Linked DNA regions of Mus musculus: region 2 is linked to region 1. A link is a contact called in public Micro-C data. All regions are on one chromosome and are shown on one strand. Each heading gives the region's core, a stretch centred on a gene start, on an enhancer-like site or on the middle of the called end of the contact. The rest is flanking DNA. Distances are from core to core; before and after follow the strand shown.

What was found. Hi-C and Micro-C count contacts between places; a contact is called where the count stands out from the background.
Region 2: a contact with region 1 is called in a Micro-C map of embryonic stem cells, with 2.7 times the contacts expected there. The contact joins the enhancer-like site here to the promoter of Chrna7 in region 1. A contact is called at or near these places in 1 of 484 Hi-C or Micro-C datasets (embryonic stem cells) and 1 of 115 datasets of contacts at active chromatin or transcription factors (astrocytes).

The regions. Positions count from the first base shown.
Region 1 is chr7:63,210,083-63,217,163 of GRCm38.p6, forward strand. It overlaps Chrna7 (cholinergic receptor, nicotinic, alpha polypeptide 7), which reads right to left and starts at 2,444. Exons shown (of 10, transcript NM_007390.3): 1 at 2,340-2,444; 2 at 2,026-2,165. The coding sequence starts at 2,394.
Region 2 is chr7:63,943,704-63,950,784 of GRCm38.p6, forward strand. No RefSeq gene overlaps it. Among named protein-coding and RNA genes, the nearest start is that of Klf13, 8.3 kb to the left of the region's middle. Within about 2 kb of position 4,543, at least 21 of the 459 cell types and tissues checked have an H3K27ac peak or open chromatin away from gene starts, as enhancers often do. A contact at or near this core is called in embryonic stem cells, where this site is marked.

The DNA of each region.
Region 1 (7,081 bases), core at 1,194-3,693:
TCAGCGTGTGGCAAGAACTTCTCTTTTTTAATCCTCTCAAAACCCGTGAAGTGGATATGATTGTTCTCATTTTACACATGAGAGAGCATGGCTGAGAAAAGTTAAGTAGCTTTCTCAAGGCCACTCCACAAACATGCAGCATTGCCTAGTGGGAAGCTCAGTATGTCCGCAGCTAGATCTGAGGCCAAGGGGAGAGGGAGATTTTCTCAAACCTCACTCTCCCCTTGACCTCTGTTCATGACCCTCTTCATATGGTTTTTTTTTTCCTAACTGATATGGCAATAACTTAAAGTTTTATAGTTTGTTGTCTTTAATTTTTTTAAATAGTTGTATAACATAACTAAGTTTTTCCACATCATTAATCCTAGCTTACAACTTAACTTCTACAGGTCAGCAAGCCTTATTGACATATTAACCTGAATTCTAAAGAGGCTTTTCCTTTTCAATAAGCTTGCCAGGCCTGCTCTATTTCTTTGCACAAGCTCTACAGCTGACTAGCCCCTATACCATAAAGCTTACTACCCAGCCAGAGGCTGCTATGAAGCATACAATAAGGCCAGCTTGCCAAAGTAGACCCTGGGCAAGTAGGGACAGAGAAGTCATCTTACTTTGTGGTTTTTATGGAACATGTTAGCTTAGCTACTTTACCCTTCCTTGTATACTTTTTGCAGGAAAATAACTATAATGATGTAGTTGACTTTGAGGAATCTTGACATTATCTCTTTTTTTTCCTTGCTCCTCATGGATCATGGTGCCCAGTGAAGTATGTAGGTGTCCACCATTCTGTTAGCAGGGAAGCCAAACCTCAAGATGTTTATGATACTTCCCAAAGTCAACCAGAAGCAATAAGGACAATGTCTCCACCACTTAACTGAACTGTCCTGTAGGTCTACCCTACCCAAATGCCCAGGAGCCTTTGCACCTCCTCCCCCTCACTGCCTCCCTCCTCCACTTCTCTCTGAACTATGTTCTGCTCCATGGCAGAATCTCCTCCTCACTGTCTGTCACTCAGACTCCAAACCAACAAGATTTCTTCTTCTTCTTCCTTCCCTGTAGTCTGTGCTCTGTAAACTTAGAAAACAATCGTCCACGAGGCAGCAGCTGTCTTCTACATCTCTCATGATAAATCACACACACACACACACACACACACACACACACACACACACACACACTGTGCAGTGCACACTTAATAAAGTAGGATTCTGTCATGGGAAGAGATGCAGATTTAACGGGTATAGTATGAAGTGAGAAGCCATTCATCATGAGAACTAACTAGATTAAAAGGAACAGCCTAGGAGTGAGGGCAGGAGTGGGAAGTACCACCTGCCATGCCACTTTACCAAAGTTCTTTTGGTACCTCTTTGCTCACAGTAGTTTCTCCTGATGAACACAAAAATCCCTTTGCTCCAGCCTTACCCACCTAGAGAACAGACACTGGAACACTTTCTAAGTATTGGCATCATTTGGAAGACTCCACCTATAAAAAATCGTAAAAAGTAGCCCAGCTGGCAGAAGAAAAAAACCAAGCTGTCACAGATACTGCAGGGGTGTGGCTTGCTGCAAGGGGTCCAGAGGACTGCTACTAGCTGCCTGGAATTCTCCAAAAAGGATCGCCCACAACTGTCGTCTCCACAAAATAAAACCAATGACCATCCCCCTAATGGGAACGCTTCTAGACACCTACAGTTGGCCTTCTCCCCAAACAGATTGGCAGCCGAAAAGCCAGGCCCCCACCAAGGCACTACGCAGTCACTAAAGAGGAAGAAAAGCTTGTAAGTATCTAAACTATTCCGGGCTCCGGGCGCAGAGCTGCACTAGTTTTCTTTCTAAGGGAGTCTGAAAGTGACCAAGGAAGCCTGTTCCTGCTACTGACTCCCAGCTTAGGACACTTTGGCCGGGAGTTTCTAGCTAAAAGAAAGATGCGACCCAAGTACCCATGCACAGGTGGCTGGGGGTCCTGCCCGAAGCGCAACCTGGTCCGGGACAGGAGGGTGTGTGGCCCGAGCGCCCCGCCAGACTCACCACATCCATGATCTGCAGGAGGCTCAGGGAGAAGTACACGGTGAGCGGCTGCGAGTCGTTGGCCACCGGCCTCTCCAGCGGGTTGTAGTTCTTGACCAGCTCCTTGTACAGCCTCCTCTGGAACTCGCCTTGCAGGGACACTTAGGAAGCAGAGCGCCCAGCGGGCCTCAGCACGGGGCCGCCACCCCGCCCCAGAGCATCTCAGCCCCGCCGCCCAGCCGCAACCCGGGACCACCCGCCCGCCCGCCTGCCCGCCGGAGTCTGCTCCCCGGAGCCCGCCGCGGGGAGTAGGGCCGAAGCCGCGCTGAGGTTACCGTGCAGCAGCGCCGCGGCCAGAGCCAGCCAGATGCCTCCCCGCCGGCCGCACATGTCGCCGGAGCAGCCGCCGTGTCCCGCCGTCCGCCGGGGCCGAGCTGCCGCTCCAGCCGCCTCCGCGCCTTTAAAGCGCTGCGCGCGCCCGCCGCCGCCGCGCACCCCCACACGTGACAGCGCGCCCCCGCCTCGCGAGCGCTCTCTGAGCCGCGCAGCTCCGTGGCCGCCCCGGGAACTGCATCCCTGCTCAGCTAGTTGATGGCCTCTGACCCCGAGCTACTTGCTCCTGCTACCAACTGTGCTCTGTACTCACACCAGTAACAGTTTTCAGACCCAGTCCTCCAGGACTCTCTCTGGTACCAGAATCTGCATCGCAAACTCAGAAGTTTCTCCAGCCAGACAAGGTAGACCACGCAGGAGTAAGCCTATGTTTTCCCTGCAAGACCTGGTGTTTCCAGCGATTAGCTCCTTCCTGAGGCATAACATACTTTATCAGCAGAAAGCCTGACCTAGTCTCACTTTCTTTTAAAACAGATTCAGAAAATTGGAACATTAACTCCAATCCCTTTCTGAAAAGACAAGCCAAAACTTGATTCTGTCGGCCTCTTTGATTCAAAGAACAGTAAATGAACAAGTAAGGACTGAGGGAGATCAGCCACAGAGACCCTGGTCTAGAGGTATCTTCCTTGCTGCCATATTGGGAGGATGGTACTAATGAGAGCAGTCAGAAGTGAGTTAGGCTACCCCATTTGTCCCCGGAAGTACAGAAAGCACACCTTGATGACTACTCTGGTTTCCGTTAGCGGAATCCATCCTCTCTTCCCACAGACTCCATAACACCTGTGTCATCAGACTGTTGCTCCAATGGGTTAGAAAGTACAACACTAAAAAAGAGGGACAGGCTTATCAAAAAAAAAAAAAAGTGACTAAACTGGAAGTGGTGGGAAGGGGATAGTGACTCCAGCTGCTTGGTTTGCAGGAGCAGTGGCATGCAATACCCTGGAAATGAGTATCTTGAAGGATTCCCATGTTGATTACTAATAGAAGTATAAAGAGTTGGTATAAGGTTTCACAGCTTCAGGTTAAGAGCAAAGGGGGGAAAACTGTTTTGGGAGAAAGTTCATTTAAAAAAAAAAGCAAAAACAAAAAAACAAAAGACAGACAACTGACCAGGGCTCCCGTCAAAGGAGACCCAGTATTCCACATGGGAAGGGGACAGCAGGCAGAGGCATGTGGCAAACAGTTGGGTGTATATCTGGCACCTGGGTACTCCTCATCCTATGTCCAACAGCAGGAACATCACAAAGCAGGCACTTGGTGAAGGAATGAGCTGTAAAGCATTCACTGCCAGGAAGATAGGAGAGAAGGAAAAAAAAAAAAAACATCAGAGAAGGGGAAGCACACAGCATCGGCTAGAAGCAGAAAACCATCTGCACTGGTGGTGGGATGGAAGGGCTCTCTCTTCTATTCTCAGTCTGAAAGTGCCTAAGAGCCCTCGCTAGCACTACAGAGGGATAAGCCAGGAAAACCAACTTCTCCTGAGTGTGGCCAACTGGGATCACATTACAGAAACCATGATTACATCCTTACTGAGTTGGGGAGTCACATTTAGGGGCCCCCAAACATACCACTAAAGCTATGCCCTGTAAGATCAGCAACCAAGGAAATAATCGTCTTTGGGTGGGACAATTGGTCAATACCTGTTTATGACCTATGCTTGGGCAGACACCTGGAGGCTCTGCAAACAACCCATTAACTCAGTTCCTCAGTTCTGAGAAGACTGAAAGCACCTAGTGCTCTCAATGAGACCCAGTTACTTTCATCTGTGCAGTGTAAAATAATCTGAGAGTATAGAGTTTACTCATATGTGTAGGCTCACTGCTTAATCCCATCCTCAGCATAAAGAAAAGGTAAAAGGAAACACAATGTATCCAAGTTTATAAAGGCAACTGGAAACAAACCCTACACACTCCACAAACTGATGGTGCTGCCTTAGCCTAAGGAGAGGCAGAGCAAGGGCAGACTCAAGGATGGAAGTCTAGACTTTTAATGCAGTCCAAGGAAACTGGACATTGTGCCTAGGAGAGATAGGAAGCAGGGATGAAGAAATCTTCATAAATCCACAGACTAAAACAAAATCCCCTTTCATGTAATAGACTAGAAAACCTCTATTGTGTCCCAGGAAAGAGAACCATGTTTTCTGCTTGAGCTATGGAAAGGGAGAAGATAATCCTGTAACCACCGACAGTGCATTAGCAGGCTTAGAGCAGATCCAGCTATCAAATGCCTGTGCTGTTTATATTCAAGGATTCCTCCTCTAGTGGGGGGGGGGGAGCAAAGGGGGGGATAGGGGTGAAGCTTTACAGCTTCCCACACAGGACTCCAAAAGAAAATCACAGTAAGTTCAAATTGCAAAGTGAAAAGCAAGGCTGGAGGCGTGGCTCAGCAGTTAAGAGCTGTTGTTGCAGAGGACCCACGGTCAATTTTCAGGAGTCACATGGTACTTCAAAACAGTCAGTAACTCAAGCTCCAGGGAATCTGATGCCCTGGTCTGGCTCTTCAGGATCACATGCAGTGCAGACAGACATACAGACACAACACGTATATATGTTAAATAGCAAGATAATTTTTAAAAGAAAAAATAAAAAACATGCAAGTGAATAGACAACACATAAGAGGAGTCACAGTCAACCTTAAAGCTGACTTTACAACAAACTAATCAGGAAAGATGCTTAGGGTGGTTTGAATGAAAATAGCCCCCATAGGCTCATAGGGAGTGGCATTATTAGGAGGTGTGGCCTTGTTGGAGTAGGTGTGGCCTCATTGGAAGAAGTGTGCCACTGGAGATGGGTTGAGGTTTCAGAACGTCAAGCCAGGTCCAGGGTCTTTCTCTTCCTGCTCCCTGCCAATCCAGATGTAGAACTCTCAGCTACCTCTCTAGCCCCATGTCTGCCTACATGCTACCATGCTTCCTGCCTTGATGACAGTGGACTAAACCTCTGAATGGAAAGCCAGCTTCAATTAAATGGCTCTCTTTATTAGAGCTGCTGTAGTCATGTGTCTCTTCACAGCAACAGAAAATCTAAGACAAAAGACCAACAATTTGAGATAGTAGGATGATTGTTTTAAGCCTGTAAAATTAAAATGTGTAAAACGTATAAAATGACCAAATATGTCGACCACAATGGACAACGTTAATGTCCCCTTTGCCCTACACTGCCAAGATGTATTTCTCACCTACCTTGGGGAGGGGGGAATTGGATGGCTTTCCTGGATGAACACCATCTTTTCTGGGTCTTTTAGGGATGCAGGGTCCCTTCATTAAGCAGAGAGGCAATATTGGACTACAGAAACATCCAAAAACAAATTCTGGAAACTTCCCAGTGTTAATAAGAAACATCAAACCACAGGAGACCTTGACCATAAATTTGACTACTGCTACATTTCCACTAAATTTTAAAGATTTTTCATCTATTTCTATCTGTAAGAAAGAATGCTGTATAATTTTTACCTCTTAAAATTTCACTAATTCTGTGAAGAATGATATTAGCATCATGGAGTAAATTGGGAAACAATCCCAACTCCACAATATTCTCAAATTGATTGTAGAAGATATTATTTCTAATTTGAACTTTGAAAAGATTGGCAAATGGAGTTATAAACCTTAAGGTTTCTTTATAAAACTTAGAAAATTATTTTTATTGGCATATGATATATTTGTATGACACATTCCACTCTGCATGTAGATTTGGTCTGAGGACAACTTAGTGAAAATGAAGTCAGTTCTCTCCTTCCACCTTTATCAGGCCCACAGGCTTGTGTATCGTTATGGTCTCTCACTGAGCCTACATTTATGGGTTGTTTTGATGTTGTTACTGTTGTTTTCTAAGTTAAGAACAAAGTTTAACAGCTATAGGACAGTTCAGAGTTTCTATTTCATCCTGAAAAGGTTTTTACAACTTGTAGCATTTTGAGAATTGCACCTGTTTCTTTAAGCAATAATAGATTTGCGGCATGGCATTACAGTACCCCTTTGATGCCACCATTCTGTCTGCAAAACATGTAGTGATAACTCCTTTTCATTCCTGCATCTAGTAATTAGTTTCCTAATTTTTGATCTTAATTACATTCAGTAGGGTTCATCAGACTTATTGATCTTCCCAGATAACATTTTCTTTGTTAATTTTCTCACCTTGTCCTTTTATGGGTTTTCATCTCATTGTTTATACATAGTATAGATTTAATTTGCTTTTCTTACACAGTTCTTAATGAATACACTGGGATCATTGAGCTTAGATTTCCTTTAAAATGTAATGAAAGATACAAATTTCCATCCGAGAGCTGCCTCCACGCCTCTAACTAATTTTGATGTTTCATATTCATTTCCCTGCCAATCAAAACATTTTCTAATTTCCTTGTGCTACTTTGTTTTCAAATAAGTGATTATTTTTCATATGTATGACTCTTGTATATAATTCTAACTTAAATCTTTGAGGCCATCACACATTCTTTTTATTTCGACCCTTTTAACTATATTGACTTGATTTTGGATCTGACATATAGTAAATGTTCTGTCTTGGAAAACATCCCATATGTACTTGAAAAAGAAAAGAATATGTATTCTGGCATTGTTGGACTCAAGTGCCCTATAAATGTCAGTTACACAGGCCCACAGGGTTCACTACATATTTGGTTCTTTGCTAGACTTTAAAATTCAAGGAACTATCTTTAATGTTGGTTCTTA
Region 2 (7,081 bases), core at 3,293-5,792, 740 kb after region 1:
AGGCAGGCAGATTTCTGAGTTCAAGGCCAGCCTGGTCTACAGAGTGAGTTCTAGGACAACCAGAGTTACACAGAGAAACCCTGTCTTGAAACCCACCCACCCTCAACCCCCCAAAACAGTCTTTTGTTCGGGGAGTGGTGTCCCATACCTTTAATCCCAGCACTCAGGAAGTAGAGGCAGGCAGATTTCTGTGAGTTTGAGGCCAGCCTGGTCTACAGATGAAGTTCCAGGATAGCTAGGGCAACACAGAGAAACCCTGTCTTAAAAAAACAAAAGCAGACAAAACAAAACGAAAGTTCCCTTCCCTTTGTGGGGGAAATGTATCTTTTTCATGGTAGGAGCTACCTGAGCTCATGAGTCACCAAACTGAAGAGGATGAGAAACAGAGTACTAAACACAGGATAGAGGGCAGAGGAAGTTCCAGCCAAGAGCTGCCCTGCTGTTTGCTCAAGAGCCTGGAGTGACAGCATCCTCCATCAGTTAGAAAGGGCTGGCTGTGTTGCAGATCTTTGTTTCTAGCACACTGCACATCCATCATGAGGTGCCTGCTGCAATCAGCAGGTGGATGGTACAGCCTCTCTCTGCAGTGTGCTGGTTGCCATGGCAGAGGGGAAGGGAGAACGTTAACCTTGCAATGTTACTTATCCCCTCTCCCTGCACAAAATACATCTTCTACTCTCTGGGTGGCCTGACCTAATCTCAAGTGCCTTTTAAATCTGGATCTATAGGCAGAAAGAATGGAAGGAATTCATTGAAACACATTGTGTGGCATCTAAGTTAAAGCTCAGAACTTCTGTAGGATGCTCTGATTCTCATTGAGCCCATATGGTTCCTTTTGGTCTAGAGGCTTATAACCTAAAAGTAAATTGTCAGTACCCTCAGCCCTCACTGTATTTAGGTAGGATTAAGAGATGGTGGAACCGCCGGGCATGGTGGCACAGGACTTTAATCCCAGCACTTGGGAGGCAGAGGCAGGCAGATTTCTGAGTTCGAGGCCAGCCTGGTCTACAAAGTGAGTTCCAGGACAGCCAGGGCTATACAGAGAAACCCTGTCTCGGAAAAAAAAAAAAAAAAAGAGAGAGAGAGAGAGAGAGAGATGGTGGAACCTTTAGCAGGTAGGGCCTAAGTGTGGGAAGGAAGGTCATTGAGAGCCCCAACCTCAAAAGGGATGAATGCTAGTCTCTAGGAAGGTGTGAGTGCCTACAAAAATGGGTTGTGATGGGGCTAGAGAGATGGATGGTTTAGTGGTTAAGTAACTGCAGAAGACTCAGTTTCCCTTCCCAACAACCACATGGTAGCTCACCACCATCCATAGCTCCAGTTCCATGGAGTCTGCCCACCCCACCTCCCCCTTTAACCTCCAAGGGCTGTAGGCATGCACTTAGTGCACAAACATATATACAGGGGAAACACATATACAAATAAAACAATTACATCTCTTTAGAAATACAAACAAACAAAACAGGCTGTTAGAAGAAGAGTAAAACTAAATTTCAGAATGACTCCAACTTCTCTTTTCTACTACACAGAGCAGTGAGCATCTTTACCAGTGCCCAAACTCATGGGACCACACAATCTTGGACTTTCAAAAGTCTAGAGTAAATAAACCTCTTTTCTTCATGAAGGAGCAGCCTCTGGTATTTGAAAGAACTCACACTCCTCTGTATATCACTGTCAGTGTACAGCAATATATAGGGACAGAGTAACACCACAACATAGACCAACTTGGGGGACAGGCAGGCAGCCTGTAGTATCCATAATGACCTTGCTGGTTTGCAGGGCAAATATTGCCCTCCCCATGAGAGGAAATTCTTCCTTCAGTAACTCTTGCCCTACTCCCAAGGTTTCTCCTTTGTGGCTATGCTCCTCAGCATCTCATGAAGTAGACATTGGGGACTATGTCTTTCTGGGGTCTCAGCGGTTCCCTCAAGCCTAGGAGCATAAGCGTTCTATGTGTATAAACTTAAAGCAAGGGTTATTTTGAGTCCCAGCCTTGCAAGGACTCAAAATGGAGTGAATGTCTTAGCTGTATTAGAAACTAGTTGGGCCAGGTGTGGTGGCGCACGCCTTTAATCCCAGCATTCGGGAGGCAGAGGCAGGAGGATTTCTGAGTTCGAGGCCAGCCTGGTCTACAAAATGAGTTCCAGGACAGCTAGGGCTATACAGAGAAACCCTGTCTCGGGAAAAAAAAAAAAAGAAAGAAAAAAACTAGTTGGGGGTGGTGTGTCATAAAAGAGACTAACAGTCCAATCAAAGTGTTTTGACATGGTAAAATTTTACCATAGATCCAGAGAGTGTGCTTAGAGGAGTGAGCACTTTGAGATAGGAAGTGACTTTAACTCAGATGGTGACTTCATCTTTTCCCCATTGGCTGGGGTTTGACCTTAGCCTTTCTGAATTGTCTAGTTTAAAAGATTTGGCCCCAGAAAAAACAAAACACAAAACAAAACAAAACAAAAAATTTGGTGCTAGCTATGCACTGGTGGCACATGCCTTTAATCCCAGCCCTTGGGAGGCTGATCTCTGCGAGTTGGAGGCCAGCTTGGTCTACAGAGCAAATTCCAAAACATCCAGGAATGCACCTTGAAACCCAGTCTAGAAAAACAAAACAAAGAAACAAACAACAACAAAAAGCGGGTGTGAGGAAATGAAGAAAAAGGAGTCAATCAAGAATATAACCCAATGCCGGGCGTGGTGGCACGGCAGGCGGATTTCTGAGTTCCATGCCAGCCTGATCTACAAAGTGAGTTCCAGGACAACCAGGGCTATACAGAGAAACCCTGTCTTGAAAAAAACAAAAAACAAAAAACAAACAAGGGGCTGGTGAGATGGCTCAGCAGGTAAGAGCACCGGACTGCTCTTCCAAAGATCCTGAGTTCAAATCCCAGCAACCACATGGTGGCTCATAACCATCCGTAACAAGATCTGACTCCCTCTTCTGGTGTGTCTGAAGACAGCTACAGTGTGTTTACATATAATAATTAATAAATCTATTAAATTTACATATAAATAATTAATAAATAATTTATCCAAAGGATTACACACAAGGTGAGAGACAGATTAAAATATTAGCATAAACTAGCTTTAATTCCAACACTCCGATTGCAGAGGCAGGCAGATCACTGAGTTCAAGACTAGCCTGGTCTACAGAGTAAGTTCTACATGGGAAAACCCTGTCTCAAAAACAACAACAACAACAAAACCAAAATGAGTTTATAGCCAACATGGGCTACAGAGCAAAGTCATGACTCAACAACACAGAGACTACAGAGGAAGCACAGAAAACACACATGCTCTCACACACACTGTGTGAGATTATACAAGAATATAGCCAACGGTAGTCAGATCCTTACCTGACATGGAATCTTCCCGTATCTGGATCTTGGACTTCCCATAATTCGAAAGTGTGAGAAATAGATGTCTACTGCCTGTATCCTCTACAGAATATGGTAGTGTGTGTGTGTGTGTGTGTGTAAAAGATTTATTTATTTTTATTTTAGAAATACCATGTATGTGCCTGGAACCTGAGGTGACTAGAAGGGGCCATCCAATCCCCTGGAATTGGAGTTGTGAGCCACCATATTGGTGCTGGAAGCCAAACCCTAGTCCTCTGCAAAATCTTAACCTCAATCCATCTCTCCAGTCCTGGCTATGGTATTTCCTAACCCTACCCTGGATAGGCTGGAACAGCATTCTCCCTCGGGAAAAGGTCCCAAGCGGCTCTGAAGGCAGGAATGGACCTGAGCAGGAAAGCACCCACGGTTTCCAGGGGCACTGACCTAACTTGAGAAGACTGCAAGCACCGTCAGAAACATTGGAGTTTTGAAATAATTAGCAAATGAAACGGATGGAAAAATTAGCTTCCATGGAAGTGTCCCCACTGTGGTGGTAATGAGCAAAGGTATCGTAATCTAATCGGTTTCTCCAAGGACAGTAAGGTGTGTGCATGGGAACAAGCAGAAGGAAAAGGCCACACCCACATCAACTGGAGAAATCAACAGACCACACCCTGAACTGAAAATCAGAAGTAGCAGTGCTTCGGCAGGCGGTAGAAGCCAGCACCCCACTGCTGTTGGTCCAGTGTTTCTGGCATGAGATGTAATTGATGTCCCTAATCAGTTGCGGTTAGGCTAAGGAGATAACTAACATGAGAGGATGTGAACCAGCTGGTCACCTGAGCTTATTCAGTCTGGATCCTGAGGTCAAAGGACTGGGGGTGGGGGTGGGGGTCTTCCTCAGAGAATCTACCAGTCCAGGGGGTTACAAATGGAGGCCTGAGAGACTAAAGGTTGCAGGGGAGGGGTCAGAAACTGAAAGCCCAGAATGGAGTTCAGACACAAGTTTGAGACTAGAGGTCAGGGAGGTCACAGACTGGGAGGTGAAGAGACCAGAAGCCTGACAGCGATGGAGAAGTGGCCAAGAAGTCGAATAGCTCACAACAGGGAATGAGGGTGGCCTTCTAGTTCCTAAAAGTGGCCCTGGCCCACAGCTGCCTAGAAAAGAGACCTCAGTCCACAACTTCAAACAGCAGATTCCTACATAGCCACCTGGGCTAGTACCTCGATCCGGAAGGAAGCCACCCAGGCAGTTTGGTTTTAGCCTTTGTTGACAAGAGCACAAAGCACAAAACAGTGTCCCTACTGTGAGAGGAAAATGCATGGTTCATCTGAAGACCCTAAGCAATTCCTTAAGCGGTGGCAAGAATGCATACCTACCCTATGCTGTGTGACTTGTGAGAATATTCTGCTAGAAGAAGCATACACCCTATGCACACTGCATGCCCTCATTTTGGCCAATGACACACCTGCATTGCCACCTGCCAACTGAAAACAACTTTTTAAAATTGCATTTGTACTGAACAAGTCTAGGCTTCTTTTTTTGTTTATTTTTTGTTTGTTTGTCTTTTGTTTTTTGTTTTTTGTTTTTTTTTTTTCAAGACAGGGTTTCTCTGTATAGCCCTGGCTGTCCTGGAACTCACTTTATAGACCAGGCTGGCTTCGAACTCAGAAATCCACCTGTCTCTGCCTCCTGAGTGCTGCCACCACACCTGGCTTTCATCTAGGCTTTCTTATCATTACTCCTAAGCAAAACAGCACACCTGATCATTACTCAACACTCCCTTGCCCTAGGTGTAAAAAATCACCTAGAAGCAACACCAAGGACACAACCTTGCCATCCTTAAATGGACTTTTTTGTTTGTTTCATTTTGCTTTTTTTTTTTTTTTTTGAGACAAGGTTTCTCTGTGTAGCCCTGGCTGTCCTGGAACTCAATTTGTAGACTAGGCTGGCCTCAAACTCAATTAGATCCACTGCCTCTGCCTCCCAAGTGCTGGGATTAAAGGAGTGTGCCATCAGGCCTGGCCACCTCGGACCTTTTAATCTACAAGGGGCCCTGATACAAGTGCCCCAATAGAGACAGAGGATGATTTATGACTTGATTCAGGGAAAAGCTAAAATCAGGAAAGCCCTTTCCACAGTTGCCGTGACCACAGAGTCCATGTACCTTTGCAATTAGGTGGGACCCTAGCCCAGCGAGCTCCAGTTGTTTACAGAGGAGAACAGCTGCCTCACCTCTGCACTGGGGCTTTGAGGAAAGAGCATCTTTGTGTAAATTGACTGTTAGCACACAGCAATTCTCAGAGGGACAGGCCTTCTTTTGGCTCACAATTTGGTCTTTTGGCTGCAGCTTTGGGCCTGTGGCAAGCGGCATTTTGGGGCAGGAGCAGATGGTGAGGCCAACTCTGAAATTCATGGCTTGGGTCTTCCCAGCAGCCTAAATACCTCACTCATTTTAAAGGGTCTCCCTTTCCTGTTACCACCATGCTAGGGATAGAACCTTACAACCCCCAATGACTTAGGGATGGATTCAATAGGCAAACCCTAGCGGCCTCTGTGCTCCATGTTCTTCCTCTCCATCCTTAGACTTAGAGGGGAGCTGGGCCTCTTGGACTGTCACTGTGTTGGATCCATAGTTTGGGTGGAAGGGGTTCTTTAATTAGCCTACGGTAATGGGAATGAGGAAGCAAAACAACAAAAGTGTGTGAAATGAGACTGGTGCCAGGAGTAAGGGCTGTACTTCATTCTATAGAGTGTTCTTCGATCAAAATGCAAGATGCCGACACTCAGTACCATCTTTGCTCCTTTGCAGGGTACCCAGGAACTATCTTCATTGGCTCATGATATGTAACTGTTAGGTCTCAGAAACCCTGGACAAATGGCTGGCTTGCTTATTAACATATCAAAGCCAACACTGGCCAGCTCTCCCTGCATCCCTCAGTACCTGTGGCTCCTCCTAGGTTACTTGAACCTTAACCTGATCCCTATGGAACTCAACCATTTTGGTCTCTTGGCCTGGGACACCTCTCTTGATCTGTGGCTTCTCTCCTGATCTCCCTCCTACTCTCTCCTCTCATGGTCAGGTTTAATCTGCAGGCCGTGTTCAGCCTATACACTTCCCTCTGCCTACTCTCTCCCTTATATCTACAATAAAAACCTTCTCCATATTTTATGCATGATCTCCTTTTATTCATTTTTATTTCTCTTATTTGGAGTGGTGGTGGTATAGTTTGGGATTTTTCTTTTTTCTTTTTTTCTTTCTTTTTTTGGTTTTTTAAGACAGGGTTTCTCTGTATAGCCCTGGCTGTCCTGGAACTCACTTTGCAGACCAGGCTGGCCTTGAACTCAGAAATCTACCTGCCTCTGCCTCCCAAGTGCTGGGATTAAAGGCATGTGCCACCATGCCCTAGTTTGGGTTTTCAAGACAGGGTTTCACTCTGTTATCCTGGCTGTCCTAGAACTCTCTGTAGACCAGGCTGGCCTAGAACTCACAAAGATGCCTCTGCCTCCTGAGTGTGCATCACCACTGACCATTTCTCTCTCTCTCTTCCTCTCTCTCTCTTTCTCTCCCTCTCTCTCTCCCTCTCTCTCTCCTTCCCTCCCTCCCTCCCTCCCTCCCTCCCTCTCTCCCTCTCTCCCTCTCTCTTCCTCTCTCCTTCCCTCTCTCCCTCCCTCTTTCTCTCTCTCTCTTTTTCTCTTTCCACTTAGTAACCTGGAGCAGAGGTGGCTGGGCTAGCCAGGACAT